3 separate regions of the Sus scrofa genome follow, and all the other regions are linked to region 3. A link is a contact called in public HiChIP or PLAC-seq data. All regions are on one chromosome and are shown on one strand. The core of a region is the stretch at or near the end of the contact, and the rest is flanking DNA. Distances in the headings are between cores, read along the strand shown. Region 1 holds the start of MAP3K11 (mitogen-activated protein kinase kinase kinase 11). Region 2 holds the start of SF3B2 (splicing factor 3B subunit 2). Region 3 holds the start of CTSW (cathepsin W).

Evidence for each region. HiChIP or PLAC-seq counts read pairs in DNA pulled down with a chosen protein or histone mark.
Region 1: a contact with region 3 is called in an H3K27ac HiChIP or PLAC-seq map of alveolar macrophages. The contact joins the promoter of MAP3K11 here to the promoter of CTSW in region 3. A contact is called at or near these places in 2 of 5 promoter capture datasets (fetal skeletal muscle and liver), 4 of 47 Hi-C or Micro-C datasets (brain, heart right ventricle, mesenteric adipose tissue and 1 more) and 1 of 2 datasets of contacts at active chromatin or transcription factors (alveolar macrophages).
Region 2: a contact with region 3 is called in an H3K27ac HiChIP or PLAC-seq map of alveolar macrophages. The contact joins the promoter of SF3B2 here to the promoter of CTSW in region 3. A contact is called at or near these places in 1 of 5 promoter capture datasets (liver), 2 of 47 Hi-C or Micro-C datasets (epiblast stem cells and liver) and 1 of 2 datasets of contacts at active chromatin or transcription factors (alveolar macrophages).

The regions. Positions count from the first base shown.
Region 1 is chr2:6,637,065-6,641,508 of Sscrofa11.1, forward strand. MAP3K11 (mitogen-activated protein kinase kinase kinase 11) reads left to right here and starts at 2,997. Exons shown (of 11, transcript XM_021082851.1): 1 at 2,997-3,186; 2 at 3,912-4,444. It overlaps PCNX3 (pecanex-like protein 3), which reads right to left and starts at 2,869. Exons shown (of 34, transcript XM_021082830.1): 1 at 2,198-2,869; 2 at 1,649-1,836; 3 at 1,309-1,408; 4 at 1,166-1,205; 5 at 969-1,064; 6 at 1-744. The coding sequence starts at 2,350.
Region 2 is chr2:6,293,636-6,298,056 of Sscrofa11.1, forward strand. SF3B2 (splicing factor 3B subunit 2) reads right to left here and starts at 1,915. Exons shown (of 22, transcript XM_003122505.4): 1 at 1-1,915. It overlaps GAL3ST3 (galactose-3-O-sulfotransferase 3), which reads left to right and starts at 4,162. Exons shown (of 3, transcript XM_021082815.1): 1 at 4,162-4,373.
Region 3 is chr2:6,447,826-6,452,460 of Sscrofa11.1, forward strand. It overlaps CTSW (cathepsin W), which reads right to left and starts at 2,532. Exons shown (of 11, transcript XM_003122523.4): 1 at 2,514-2,532; 2 at 2,239-2,358; 3 at 1,925-2,009; 4 at 522-635; 5 at 1-137. The coding sequence starts at 2,325.

The DNA of each region.
Region 1 (4,444 bases), core at 1,747-4,246, 190 kb after region 3:
GACGCTGGGACCGGAGGCTGGAAGCCGGGCTCAGTTCACTGCCCTCGCTGGTGTCGTCGTCCTCAAAAAAGCCCCCGCCTTCGAGCAGTGGCCGCCGAGGGGCACGGCCAGCCGGGGAGTGTCTTCGCAGGGGCGGCCGCCGCTTGCTAGGCCGCAGCAGGGCCAAGTCCTTGGGCCGCACAACCAGGAGCGGCTCAGCCGGGCCTGGAGGCGTCCCTGCTCCTACGACTGTGTCAAAGGAACGTAGTGTGTCGTCTGAGGGGACCCCGGCATCTGGTGAAGCGGGCAGCTCGGCCTCCGAGGGTGGGTCTGTATCGCTGCCCTCGGGGGCCTGCCCGCCGGGGGGGCTGTCCAGGTGGGTGGAGTTGGTCTTCTCACTCTTGAAGCTGCTCAGCGTCTCGCGGTCAGTGCCACTGAAGCAGGAATCGGAGGAGCCGGCTTTCTGGGGTGTGGGCTCCCCGGAGCCCCGCCGGTCCAGGGGCTGGTAGCCACCCGCTCCCCGGCGTTGTTCCCGTCGACTGCTGGTCCTCACCAGGGCCCGGTCAGGCCGGGTCAGGGTCAGGAAGCTCTTGCTCAGCTCCTGGCTGAGGCTCCCCTTCAGCAGGGGGCTCATGGGAGTGTCAGCCACGCTGCTCCCGCTCCAGGGGGCTCCCTCTCCAGCCAGGGGAGACCGTTCTGAAGAGTCCGTGCTGGGGAGAGATGGGTCGGGGGCAGCCCCTGGGGGCGTCTGGGGAAGGTCTCCAACTGTCAGGACAAAAGGAGACATAAGAGAAGAGAGTGGAATTCCATAAAAGGAACTGGTGGCGAAGGGGGTCTTGCGGTCCCTAGTTTGAGAGCCCAGCTGGAGCAGGACCCCGAGAAAGCCCCGTCTAAGAGGACAGAGAGAGCGCCGAGGGAGCAAAAGCTGGGGTGACGCAAAGACAAGACCCCAGTCTTTCCCTGCGCCCCTGCCCATCGTGCCCACTCACTTAGTTTCTCCTGGGAGCTCAGCTTCAGCATCTCTCGGTCGGCTGAGGTCACAATCACGTTGTTGCTGCCCTGCTCCCGCACCAGCTCCTTGATGTCTGCAACCACAGCCCCGGAGGCGTCAGCAGGACCTCGAGGCATCTACGCGCCACTCCCTGTTCTGCACCGCCACCTTCAGTCCTGAAGGGAAGCCACCTACCTCGGAGGGGCCCAGAGTCCTCCATCCGGGGAAGCAGCTCCTGAGCAGAGAGAAAAGGATGAGGGAGCAAACAAGGCAAAAAGTGGGCTCAGGACGGGCTCCCAGGAGAAGAGAGGGGGAGGCCGAGGGCCAGAGCCACTCACCGAGACCTGGTTGAAGCCAAACACGGAATGCTGAGAGCTACAGCGTACAGGGGGTGTGGAACTCACTTTCCGAAATACTGTCATCTCCACTCCGGGGTCCCTAGCAGTGGAAAAGGAACATCAGCTTTGAGCTGCCCTTTTCTCTTCATACAGTTCGTCCTCCGCCATCCCCACTGCTTCTCCCTCCACAGGGATCCCCCTTACAAATCCAGGGCCAACACAAAGAACAACTGGCCGCTCGCTCATGAAGCCAAGGTTCCCTAAGCCCCTTCATTCTCCAATGCTCAGGCCCAGGCACCAAGACTCCGCCATTCCCAGCATAGGCCCTGCCCCCGCCTACCTGGGCAGACTGCTGTCCCCCTGGGCAGGCTCTTCCTCTGGGTCCCCCATGGTAGAGTTGCGCTTCTCCACAATCTCGCCCTGGTCGAACATAGCATGCAGCCGATAGTTCACAGTCTTGATGGTAGCGAAGATGACAGCCACCACAAGGCAGTACACACCAGCCACCATCAAGCTGGGGGGCAGGACCTGGGGGCGGCAGCAAGTCAGGTCCCTCTTCACACAGCCCTGTCCCTACCACCTACCACCACAGTCAGGACTAGGACACACAAATTCATTAAACTCCATCACGCCTGCCGGCTGCTAATACAAAGACCCTGCGAGGCAGCCCTATCTCCAGCATAACTGGAATGAGATTAAGTGAGATTCAAGGTCACCCAGGCCAGGGAAATTCTGGCCTCTCTTCCACACACTCCAGACTCCGCAGTGAATCCTCTTCCCACACCCCAGCGCCCCAGCCACAGCCCAGAATCCCTGCCAGGTTGCACCCCTTCGTGACATCTGCCCTCCCTTTCCCCGGCACGAGTTACAGGTGGCCGCAGCATCTCACCATATACAGCAAGAAAGGAAAGGTGAGCAGGAAGATCCAGACATAGAGATGGAAGCAGTTGGAGAAGGTGCTCTGGTGTGGGTCGAAGAACCAACCGCCGGTGAGCGAGGCCCACACCCCCTGGCGCAGGATCTGCAACACCTGCGACCCCATGGCCCCGCCGCTGCTGCGCGCGCCCCCCTCCCGGGACCCTCATGGGGGCGGCCCCCGGCCCATGCCCCGCCTGGCGCCCGAGGGCCCCGGGGCCCAACCTCGCGCTCACGCCATGGCCTCCCCCAGCGGGGGAGAGGGGTCGGTGGGGCGAGGGTGCGGGCAGGGGGCGGGGCCGGCCAGGGCAGTCAGTGGTGCGAGACCCAAGAGCCGGGGTGGAGCCGCATCAGGGGTGGGGTCCAGGCCCCCACCCCCGGCCCAGAACTGCTCCTAAGGGCCGGACCGGCGGGCAGGCGCAGGGCACGGGCCGGGCACCGGTCGGCGGCATCCAGAGGTGGGCGTGGGGTGGGTGCTCCGGGGGTGCAGACGACGGCTCCCACGGTTCCGGCCCGGGGAGAGCCCCGGGACCCTGAGGTCCACTTCCGGGGTCACAGGTCACTCGCTTTGGGCTCCGCGGTCGCCCCGCTTCTGCGGGAGCCGACCCAAGGGGGAGGCCGGAAGAAGGAGCCGCGAGCCGCCAACCTGCAGTGGCGCATGCGCCCGACGAGACCAGTTGGGACCCGGAAAAGGAAAACCTTTCGGCTCGAATGCGCAAGCGCAGGGAGGTGGTGGACCGATAAGAAGCGGGAGAGCCCGCTGGGCTTGCGCAGCTGAGGAAGGGACGATCCAAAAGGCACAAGTCCTTGAGCGCATGCGCACACCTAAGCGATGCCAACCTAGCCGCGATCACTGGGCGGAACGCGAGGGAAGAGTTACTAGAGGCGAGGAAAAGGATGGAGGCGTGGACACCCCTGGGGGCTAAAGCCACAGTTGTGCGCTACTGGAGCAAGCCCCTCTAGGTGCGCCCTTTTTAGCGCTGGACGTCAAACGTCACGAGCGGCCTCTACTTCCGGGTCAGAGCTCAAACTCAGAGTGTAGAGAGAACAGGCAGGACTAGTCGAAATAGGATAGTGTCGTTTTTCTTAAAGTGACAGGCTCAAGGCAAGGGGGTCCGTCGCGCGGTTGCGAGAGCGATTTAGCTATTCCAAGTGCCATCACTGGACAAATTTCAGGAGCACAGTCTCAGGTTTCCATCCCTTCTTGGGAAAGAGGCATGAATTGTTTCCCAGGTGAAGGGAAGCAGTAAATCTTAGACAACGCGTTCCAAGAGCTCCAAGTGCAGCCAGTTTCGTCCTCCATTCTTGCCTACCCCCACTGCCAGCTCTGCAAAGCGGAGCTCCTGGCCCCAGTTTCAGACATGAAGAGAATGAAGCGCAGAGAAAGGGTCACACGGCCCTGCAACTTCGGAGCCAAGACCACACTCGGGTTTGCCCCTCTTCCAAGCCAGGATCTTTCCCCCAGTTTTACAGATGCAGACGTAGAGGGCGGGGACGGTCCCTCCTTAGCAGAAACCAACCTCGACCTTAAACCTGTTGTCACGGGAGGTGGGGGCTACGGGCTACACTTCCTCTCCTTCTGCCTCTCATTGCCCGCCTACCCGGTAACTCCCAGACCAAATCGCCCTGCAGCCTCTGGGAGGGGAGCGGTGCTACCCGCCCGCGTCATCTGATGCTGTTTCCTGCAGGAGAGAGAACAGCGGAAAAAAGTGAAACTCCACCCTCCACCTCTGCCTCCCGCCCCCGGGGCCAAAGTACAAAGGGAGGAGGAAGAAGGGAACGGGGTTGGAGCCATCGGGTCGCGAGAGCTGAGCCAGGAAGAGGCAGCTCAACCTAGAGACACTCCAGCCACCCCCCTGCGCAGAGACCCAACGGGAGTCCAGGCACTGCCCCTCGCTGGCCCCACCTTTCACTTGGCGGGTGCTGGAGCTCGGCTCCCAGGACTGCTCTGGACTGAGGGACGCCCGGGCCCCTCTGTGCCGGCCATGGTGAGACATCGGAGGCCCTGGGGGTCCACCCCCCCAGCCTGACCACACTGCTTCCCTAGGTCGCCCTCCTCCGGAAGCCCGAGATGCGGTGGGCCGGGAGGCGACACTCCTGGCTCCCCAGAGAGGCGTGGGTCTGGGGCTGAGGGCCAGGGCTCGGATGCCCAGGTTCCGGGACTAGGGCCTCGGCCGTCAGCAAGGGTGGGGACCGGGGCACCCAGGGAAGGTCCCCCACA
Region 2 (4,421 bases), core at 665-3,164, 150 kb before region 3:
GCCGGCCTCCCGGCCCGCTTCCCGGAACTTCCGGCAGCGCCATACGCCACGTCCGCTCGAGGCTGGTTAGGCGGACCACCCTCTGCGATTCGTCAATGGTCCCTAGGCGGCCTGGCCGCGAAGCCTTCTGGGAGTTGTAGTGCGCAGATCACGGTCTTTGCGGGCTCAACAGGATAGGGCCTCTGGGAGGAGGGTGGTCCGTCGCAGTACCGGGAACGCTGGGGGCCGGAGCCGGGGTGGGACTGTGGGGACCGCTGGTCCGGAGCGGAGGATGTGCTTTCTGCGTCTCGCTGACCGCTGCGCAGACCTCCCCGCCTCCGGCCCGACTCCAGCTCAGGCGGGAGAGGCCCAGGCGCAGACGTTCCCGAGGACTCATTCCCCGGGCGGCCGCGCGCTGTGGGCGCCGGGCGGGAGGTTGCAGCCGATGCCTGGGATAAAACAGTGTCTGATTGTCTGCCCGCCCACTCCCGGCCCAGGCTTGGATGAATGGCCTGAAAGGGAATCGGAGCCGGAATGGAGCGGGCCCTCCGGGCTGAGCTCCAACTGCCGACCTGGGGGAAGGGCCACACTAAAGACCCTTTTTCCACCTTCCCGGCTAGCTCAAATGTCATCTCCTAGCTCAAATGTCATCTCCGCTGAGCCATCTCCTGCCGCCTTCCTTTCCTGCTCTGGAGCTTCCATAACACGTCCAAACCTCCGTCATTTGTTTTAAAGTCTTTCTTGCCCCTTATCCACACTTCCAACCCCAAAGAAATGAGTCTTGGAGTTCCCATTACGCCTCAGCAGGTTACGAACCTGACTAGGATCCCTGAGGATGCGGGTTCGATCCAGGCCTCGCTCAGTGGGTTAAGGATCCAGCGTTGCCATGAGCTGTGGCAGCTCAGATCTGGTGTGGCTGTGGCACAGGCCAGCAGCTGCAGCTTCGATCTGACCCCTAGCATGGGAATTTTCATATGCTGCAGGTTCAGCCCTAAAAAGTAAAAAAAAAAAAAAAAAAAAAAAAAAGGCATGAATCCTTTTTACTGTCTCACAGTACCTGGCGTTAAAGAGGCGCTTAATTGGAGTTCCCTTCATGGCACAGTGGTTGACGAATCCAACCAGGAACCATGAGGTTGCGGGTTTGATCCCTGGCCTTGCTCAGTGGGTTAAGGAGCTGTGGCATAGGTCGCAGACGTGGCTCAGATCCTATGTTGCTGTGGCTCTGGCGTAGGCCAGTGGCTACAGCTCCAATTAGACTGGGAACTTCCATATGCTGCGGGTGTGGCCCTAGAAAAGACCGGAAAAAAAAAAAAAAAAGAATCGTCTTTATGGCGACAGGATAAACTCAGGCCCTTTTCTTTCCTCATCCCTAGCAGCCTACTGGCGCAGCTGACCCTGCCTGGTGCTCCCCTGCCCCACCAGTGGCCTGTGCCCCTTATGTGTCCGCCTTCACGTCTCCCTGTCCTAACTACTTCCTGCCTTTGCCACTAGCAGTGAGGTCCCTCTCCCATTCTAGCTCTGCTCTCTGACAGCCAGGCTTACCTCGCGCGCGCGCACGCGCGTGTGTGTAGGTCTCATTATCCCCATACCCCTACACTCCTCAGATCTCTCTACCATGCCCTATTTCACCAACCATCCCCAAGAGGAATACCTGGGAGCAGGGAAAAAAGAATGAGACGTCAGGTCCAGGGAAGGTGAGATTTAGGAGAGACAAAGTAAAGGACTGGGCCACGAAGCTTGCTTACATCCTAACCCTGGCTAGGAAATTCTCTTTGCTCCTGCCCGAACCTGGACTCTTCCCTTTTTCATCACTACCACCACCCCAGTCTCCTGACACTCCCAGAAAAGACAAACCCAAAAAGGAAAGAACAGTAGTGCCTTCCTCTCCAGCCTGTCTGCCCAGACAGAACCATTCCTGACCCAAAGGAAGTGTCCTCCTGGTCCCTTTTACTGGAAAGCCACGGCAGGTCATCTGAAGCCAGGGGCCTCCACGGCACAGGTTATGTGCTAAGGAAGAGGCTGGGGGTCTCAGAGGCAGGATGAACTAAGGGCTAATGGCTGAGGATGCAAAGTAACCAGGGCCAGAAAGGGACAGGCCAAGTGGGGCCTCATTTTACCATAAGAGCCCTAGGACCCAGACAGGATAGGACCCCCCCACACCCCCAGTTGTGCAGAAGGGAAGACTGAGGGACAGAGAGAAACTGACATGCCCGAGGGGCTAGACTGGGACCACGAGCAGTTCTCTGGACTCTGAGGGTCCCCAACCCTTCTCTGCCTTAACAAAAACACTCTCATGATACCCACCTGTGTGGGTCTGGAATGGAATCCACCCAAAGCTGGCAAGCTCCAGGATGCTTGCCATACCAGGCCAAGAAGGCGGGATAAAGCAGGGGTTCATGAGAACCACATAAGTAAATGTGCAGCTCTCGGGGCCTGGTATGACTTTGGGAGGTGCGGCTGCTTGGCTTCCAGGTGGTTGGAGCTAAGTGCTAAGAAGGCAATAGAGGAGTTCCCGTCGTGGCACAGTGGTTAACGAATCCGACTAGGAACCATAAGGTTGCGGGTTCGGTCCCTGCCCTTGCTCAGTGGGTTAACGATCCTGCGTTGCCGTGAGCTGTGGTGTAGGCTGCAGACGCGGCTCGGATCCTGCGTTGCTGTGGCTCTGGCGTAGGATGGCAGCTACAGCTCCGATTGGACCCCTAGCCTGGGAACCTCCATATGCCGCGGGAGCGGCCCAAGAAATAGCAAAAAGAAAGAAGAAAAAAAAAGAAGGCAGTAGAACATTCAAGACCCCTCTCACACAAGGTTCAAGCAGCGCCTTCACATTTATCACCTCTGCAGTCTCTGAACAGCTCCAAGAACAGCTCCCCACTGTAGAGCTGGAAGCAACCAGGCCCACGGAGTTGCTTCTTGACTCTGGAACTTAAGTTCAACCAGGGTAGAACCTGAGTTCTCTGACTCCTAGCACAAATGCCCAGGCAAGGGTCCCAGGCCCACTAAAGCTCTGGTCAAGAGTGAATACATTCTTGGAGTTCCCGTCGTGGCTCAGTGGTCGACGAATCCGACTAGGAACCATGAGATTATGGGTTTGATCCCTGGCCTCGCTCAGTGCGTTAAGGATTCGGCATTGCCGTGAGCTGTGGTGTAAGTCGAAGACGCGGCTCGGATCTCACACTGCTGTAGCTCTGGCGTAGGCCAGTGGCTACAGCTCCAATTTGACCCCAAGCCTGGGAACCTCCATATGCCGTGGGATCAGCCCAAGAAATGGCAAAAAGACAAAAAAAAAAAAAAAAAAGACTGAATGCATCCCGTCATGGCTCAGTGGTTAACAAACCCAACTAGTATCCATGAGGACTTGGGTTCAATCCCTAGCCTTGCTCAGTGGGTTAAGGATACGGCGTTGCTGTGAACTGTGGTACAGGTCACAGACAGTGATTCGAATTCCACGTTGCTGTGGCTCTGGCGAAGCCCAGCAGCTACAGCTCTGATTTGACCCGTAGCCTGGGAACCTCCATATGCTGCGGGTGCGGCCCTAAAAAAGATAAAACACACACAAAAAAACAGTGAGTGGGTCCAAGGTTCTGTTCACTTCAGTGGCACAGGCTCAATCCCTGGTCCAGGAACTTCAATGTGCCACTAATGTGGCCAAAAAAAAGAGAGAGAGAGTGCATCTGGATTCCTGCTGGAGAGTAGGAGGGGTCAGCCGCAGGGCTCAGCCGCAGGGGGCTGCCTCAGCAGCTGCACAGGAAGGGGTCCAGGGCGTGAGGGCAGAAGGGCCCAGGCCTGATCTGGAGCAGTGCTGGAGATGGAAAGAGAAGAGGGTAGGCGCACACAGTGGGTACTTGCACATACACCTGTCTCTACCTCCCCCGGGACCTACCACCCCAAGGATGGCCAGTGGGGCACAGGAATGCCCAGCAATGCCAGAGTACCCAGATACCTTTTAGGCCTCAGTTTCCCCTTCTGTAGAGTGGGGGCAAGGAGCTGGCCGCCTTGGTGTCCAGCCTCTACAAGGTTCCAGACTCTGCAAGGGTGCTGAGGAAAGATGCCCGCATCCGAAGATGCCACTCGGAGTGTTCCCCGGCAGCCTGTGAGTCAGGGCTGCCCCCTCCCCTCCCCACTCCTCTTCCCCTCCTCCTCCCCTGCTCGCCGGCCCCCGCCCCCGCCCCGCCTCCGCCTCCGGTGTGTGCGATGGGGGGCGGGCGGCGGGCAGAGCCAAGAGCGGAGAAGCTGAGCCGACACTGCCACCTGATCCCATCCAGGCGCGGAGAAGCGAGCGACCAGCACTCTGCTCGCAGGGCCCCCAGCGCCCTCGGCCGGAGAGCGGATTTCGCGGCAAGGATTGGGAAGTAGCGGCGACCACCCCAGCCCGGGTCAGGCGGAGCTCGCTCAGCGTGAGTACTGCAGCGGCCGGCCGGCCGGCCGGGGGCGGCAGCGGCGGG
Region 3 (4,635 bases), core at 1,282-3,781:
GATGACACCAGGCTTCTTCCGCCAGTCACAGCTCTGGGGCACTGTCTCCCCCGACTCTTCAGACCCTACCTTTATGCCCATACTGGGGGCCTTGCCAGCCCCCCAGTGATGCCCATGGAGCTGGCCAAACTCCTCCTCTGGGGGACAGATGGGGCCACAAAGTCACAATTTTGATCCCCTCTTCCCAATATTCTGCCTCCCACCTCAGCCATCCACGTTCTCAGCCCTTTGAGTCCCCAGATAGCCTGGGAGAGACAGGCGAGGATACTGAGGCCTAGAGGCCAAGCTCCTTGCAGGCTGGGGTGTGCTCCCCGACCCCTGCTGCCTCCCTCTCAGCTGGGCTGGGCCACAGGCCTCTGGAGCTCCTGCCCCTGATCTCTAGGATTAGGGGTGAGCACCCAGGGCTCTGGTCCTGTGAGTCCCTCGGGGAAACAAAAGCCAAAAATCTGCCCCGTCCATCTGCCAGGATCCCTGGAGAAGGTTCTGCTTCCCCACCTGGGGTGGGGGTGCGGTCCCAGTACCTGTGAGATCACTGAATGGAGTCACTCCAAACTCGGCTGTGCCCAAGTCCTCCTCCTGCAGCCGCTGAGCCTTGGCCAGGTTTTGGGCAAAGATGTCCAGGCGGCGAGCGTGCTCTGGACCAAAAGGCAGTTGTCTTAGCCTGGCTCCTGAGCCCCCAGGGGCAGGAAGTGGCCACTGGCTTGACTTCAACCCACACTCACCTAGGTGAGCCCTGGCTCTTTCCTGTGGCCCTTTGCAGGCCCCAGGGCAGACACCAAGGAAGTGGTTCCCCAGCCCCCACCCCAGCATCTTCCTAGGAGGCAGAAAGAGGGGTAACTCGCCCCCAGGGAGGAAGCTGAGTCAAGAGTCTGAAGGCATAGTGATTCAGGGGAAAGTGGGGGTCAGGGGCTGGCTTCCTGCCAGGTCATCTCCTCTGTCTCTGGGTCACACCTCTGACCGCAGGTCTGTGGCTGGGAGGTGGTAGGGGAGGGTGGGGTCCGGGTCTGTGGCACAGGAAGCCCCACAGACCATCCCCCATGGGAGATGAGATGCAGAGGGCAGGAGCAGGGCTGGCAACCAACCCACCCTTGGAGTTGGGAGTTCTCGGCTTGGGGACTAAAAGGGTTTCCTTGGGTGGTTCCTGAAAGAACTCCTCGTGGGAGTTCCCATCATGGTGCAGTGGAGGTGAATCTGACTAGGAACCATGAGGTTGCGGGTTTGAGCCCTGGCCTCGCTCAGAGGGTTGGGGATCTGGCATTGCTGTGGCTGTGCTGTAGGCTGGCAGCTGTAGCTGTGATTCGACCCCTAGCCTGGGAACCTCCATATGCCATGGGTGCAGCCCTAAAAGACAGAAAAAAAAAGTCAATAAAAAAATAAAATGAGGAGTTCCCATCGTGGCGCAGTGGTTAACGAATCCGACTAGGAACCATGAGGTTGCGGGTTCGGTCCCTGCCCTTGCTCAGTGGGTTGGCGATCCGGCGTTGCCGTGAGCTGTGGTGTAGGTTGCAGACGCAGCTCGGATCCTGCGTTGCTGTGGCTCTGGCGTAGGCCGGTGGCTACAGCTCCGATTCAACCCCTAGCCTGGGAACCTCCATATGCCGCGGGAGCAGCCCAAGAAATAGCAACAACAACAACAAAAGACCAAAAAAAAAAAAAATGAAAGAAGTCCTTGTGGCTAGATGGTGGTCTGCTGCCTGGAGTCCCAGGAAAGTGGCTATGGACCAGTCAGACCCCCAACAGCTGCCACCTGCCTCCAGGTTCACAGCCAAGGATGAGCCTGTCCCCACCTGTGCATGTAACCAAGGAGAATTCCGCAGCTCTGTCACTGTCCTGCTGGCTTTGGCTCAGTGAGGACCCTGAGCTTCGATTTCCTCCTCTCTCAAATGAGAGAAGAGTTGGGCCGGAGACAGGTGCCCCATGATACCTGCTGGGTTCGAGTAACTCCGGTTGTATTGGATCTGGAACAAGGTGAAGACCTCTTTCAGCCCCATTGGCTGAGGACCTGGGTCCTGGAAAACACCAAGGGCAGGAGGGGAGGGGGAGACGAGGCGTCGTCAATGGGACCCCCACCTCAGCTCCCAGCAAGGACTGGGTGGGGGCAGCAGCCGCCAGCCTGCTCTTCTCCCTGGGGGAGCCTGGGCCCATCTATCACCTCTGTAGCCTCACCTGCTCCCTCTGAGAAATGGGAACAAGGTGCTGTTTCCAGCGGGCCGAGCCTCAGGCCTGGGGGGCACTTACCTGGCTTCTGAGGGCGTCCTTGAGGCCTTGGGCCGGGCCTGCCACCACCAGGACCAGGAGACAGGAGAGGTGGGCAGTTAGTGCCATGATGCCGCCAACCAGAGTGTCGGGGACAGGAAGCTGTGCAGAACAAGGTGGAGGGGCTGTGGGGGTGGAGCGAGAGAAACCTCAAAGGGAAACCAGGCTGGGAGGGGGAGGAGGACCCCCCAAGGCAAGGAAGACGAGGGGCCCCAGGCTTTTGTTCCTTCGGGGCCGCTGCCTGTTACCCACGCTACCTCTTTGTTCAACAGGGAAAGTGGCCGGACACAGAGCGGGCTCATCGGGGGTTTGCTGACCGCACTTGAGGTAGACAGAAGTTTTGAACAGGGGAGCGCAGGCTCCAGGAAACAGCAAGTTGCAGCATCTACTTCTTGTTCTCCATCCCCTTCCCATCACAGTCCAGGGTTAGGCATGAGGGCGGGAAGGTAGCCGACTTAGCATCTCAGAGCCAGGCTGGTGCCTAAGAACTGGGCAAGGGTGTTAACACCTGACGCTTCTGCCTTGGTTTTAAGAGGGTCCTTGGGCTGGGGAGCTCCCATGTGGTCCTTCAGGCTGGGAACCAGCACCCGAGAGCAGAAATGGAAAAAGAAAACAAAACCCCTGGCTTTCCAGGGGTTCCTTGGGAATGGGAGCGAGAGGAGGGGGAGAGCGCAGATCTGGGATTCATTCATTCGTGTGCTCACTGCCTCATTTCCTCACTCACTAGGAGTCTTCCCAAAGCTGTAAGGTCCCGTTTAGGTCCACTGCCCCCAGCAGATAGTAAGCCAAGGGACTTCTCGATTTGAAAAACAAACGAGGGATACTACCTTTATTAGAATGCAGGAAGCTCCCTTGTGGTGCAGCGGGTTAAGGATCCGGCATTGCTGCAGCTGTGGCACAGGTTCAGTCCCTGACCCGGGAACTTCCACATGCCTTGGGTGCGGCCAAAAAAAAAAAAAAAAAAAAAGGCAGTAGCCCCGACCATGCACAGAAGGGTACCTGGCTCCGTGGTTTTAGAACCAGTTATGTGTCCCAAGCTAGTTTTGGCTGTGCGTGACCTATGACTAAGGCCAATGTCAGCCCTCAGCGCTGGAGGTCCCAGGGTAGGCGCCAGAGGGTGTGTCATAAAACCAGTTTCTGGTGGCGGGATTGTGGAAATTTGGGAGAGCGGGAGGAGGAGGGACGGGGGGAGTTGAGCTGAGTGGCCTTCCTCTTTGATCCTCTCCTTCCGTGCCGCGAATGTGAGCTCCACGAGGCCAGGAGATTCGCCTCTTTTTCAATCGGGGCTGGGTCCTGGTGTGTAGCACGGAGCCTGGTCAGGGGTGGCCACTCTGCTCATTGGTTGAACAAAGGAATGAATGAACTTCCCCACCCAATCACTCATTTATTCATTCACCTGCTCAACCTGCAGCTGCAGGCTGGCACCCAGAGGGGGCTGGGCCAGGGCCTCAGGGGGCTCACTGCCTTTGAGAACCTCAGGACACAGGAGGAGGGAGATACCAACAAGATAAGGCCTTGAGGAGTTCCTGTCATGGCGCAGTCATGGCATCTGACTAGGAACCATGAGGTTGCGGGTTCACTCCCTGGCCTCGTTCAGTGGATTGGGGATCCGGCATTGCCGTGAGCTGTGGTGTAAATCCCGGATGGTGGCTCGGATCTGGCGTGGCTGTGGCTGTGGCTGTGGCACAGGCCCGCATCTATAGCTCCAATTCGACCCCTAGCCTGGGAACCTCCATATGCCACAGGTGCAGCCCTAAAAAGACGAAAACAAAACAAAGATAAAGCCTTGCAAGGTGACTTGGAGCAGAAGAGAAGAGGGCAGGGAAAGTCATTCGGGCCCGAGGGGACAGGAGAGGCGTTCTGAGGCGGCAACTCCGAGTGGGAGGCACACCCAGGCGTAAGTGCAAAGCTGGGCTGTCTGAGTCACGGAACTGTGCACCCGGACATTCCCCCCTGAGCTTCAGCTCCTCACCCTAAGGGGCACGGAAGACACCTTCGAGTAGACAACATCAGTGGAGCACCAACCGCCTAGGCTGGCACAAAGTCGCTGTTCAAAGGGTGGGTCCTTTGTGCTCTACTGCAGGGCAAAGAGCCCAGAGAGTCTTGGATTTGAGTTCAAATCCTGTCCTTACCTCTTGGCTGTGCCTGGACACACCCCAGCCCCTCTCATCTGTGAAATGGGATGGTAATGGCACCCCTTCCCTGGCTTGGCAGGAGAATTGCATGAGTTCCTGGAATGGTTAGATCTTGATAATCAACAATCATTGTTTTGTTTTGGTTTTTTTTTTTGTTTTTTGTTTTTTGTTTTTTTTTTTTTTGGCTATACCTGCGGCATGCATCATTTCCCAGACCAGGGATCAAACTTGCATGAAGGTAGTG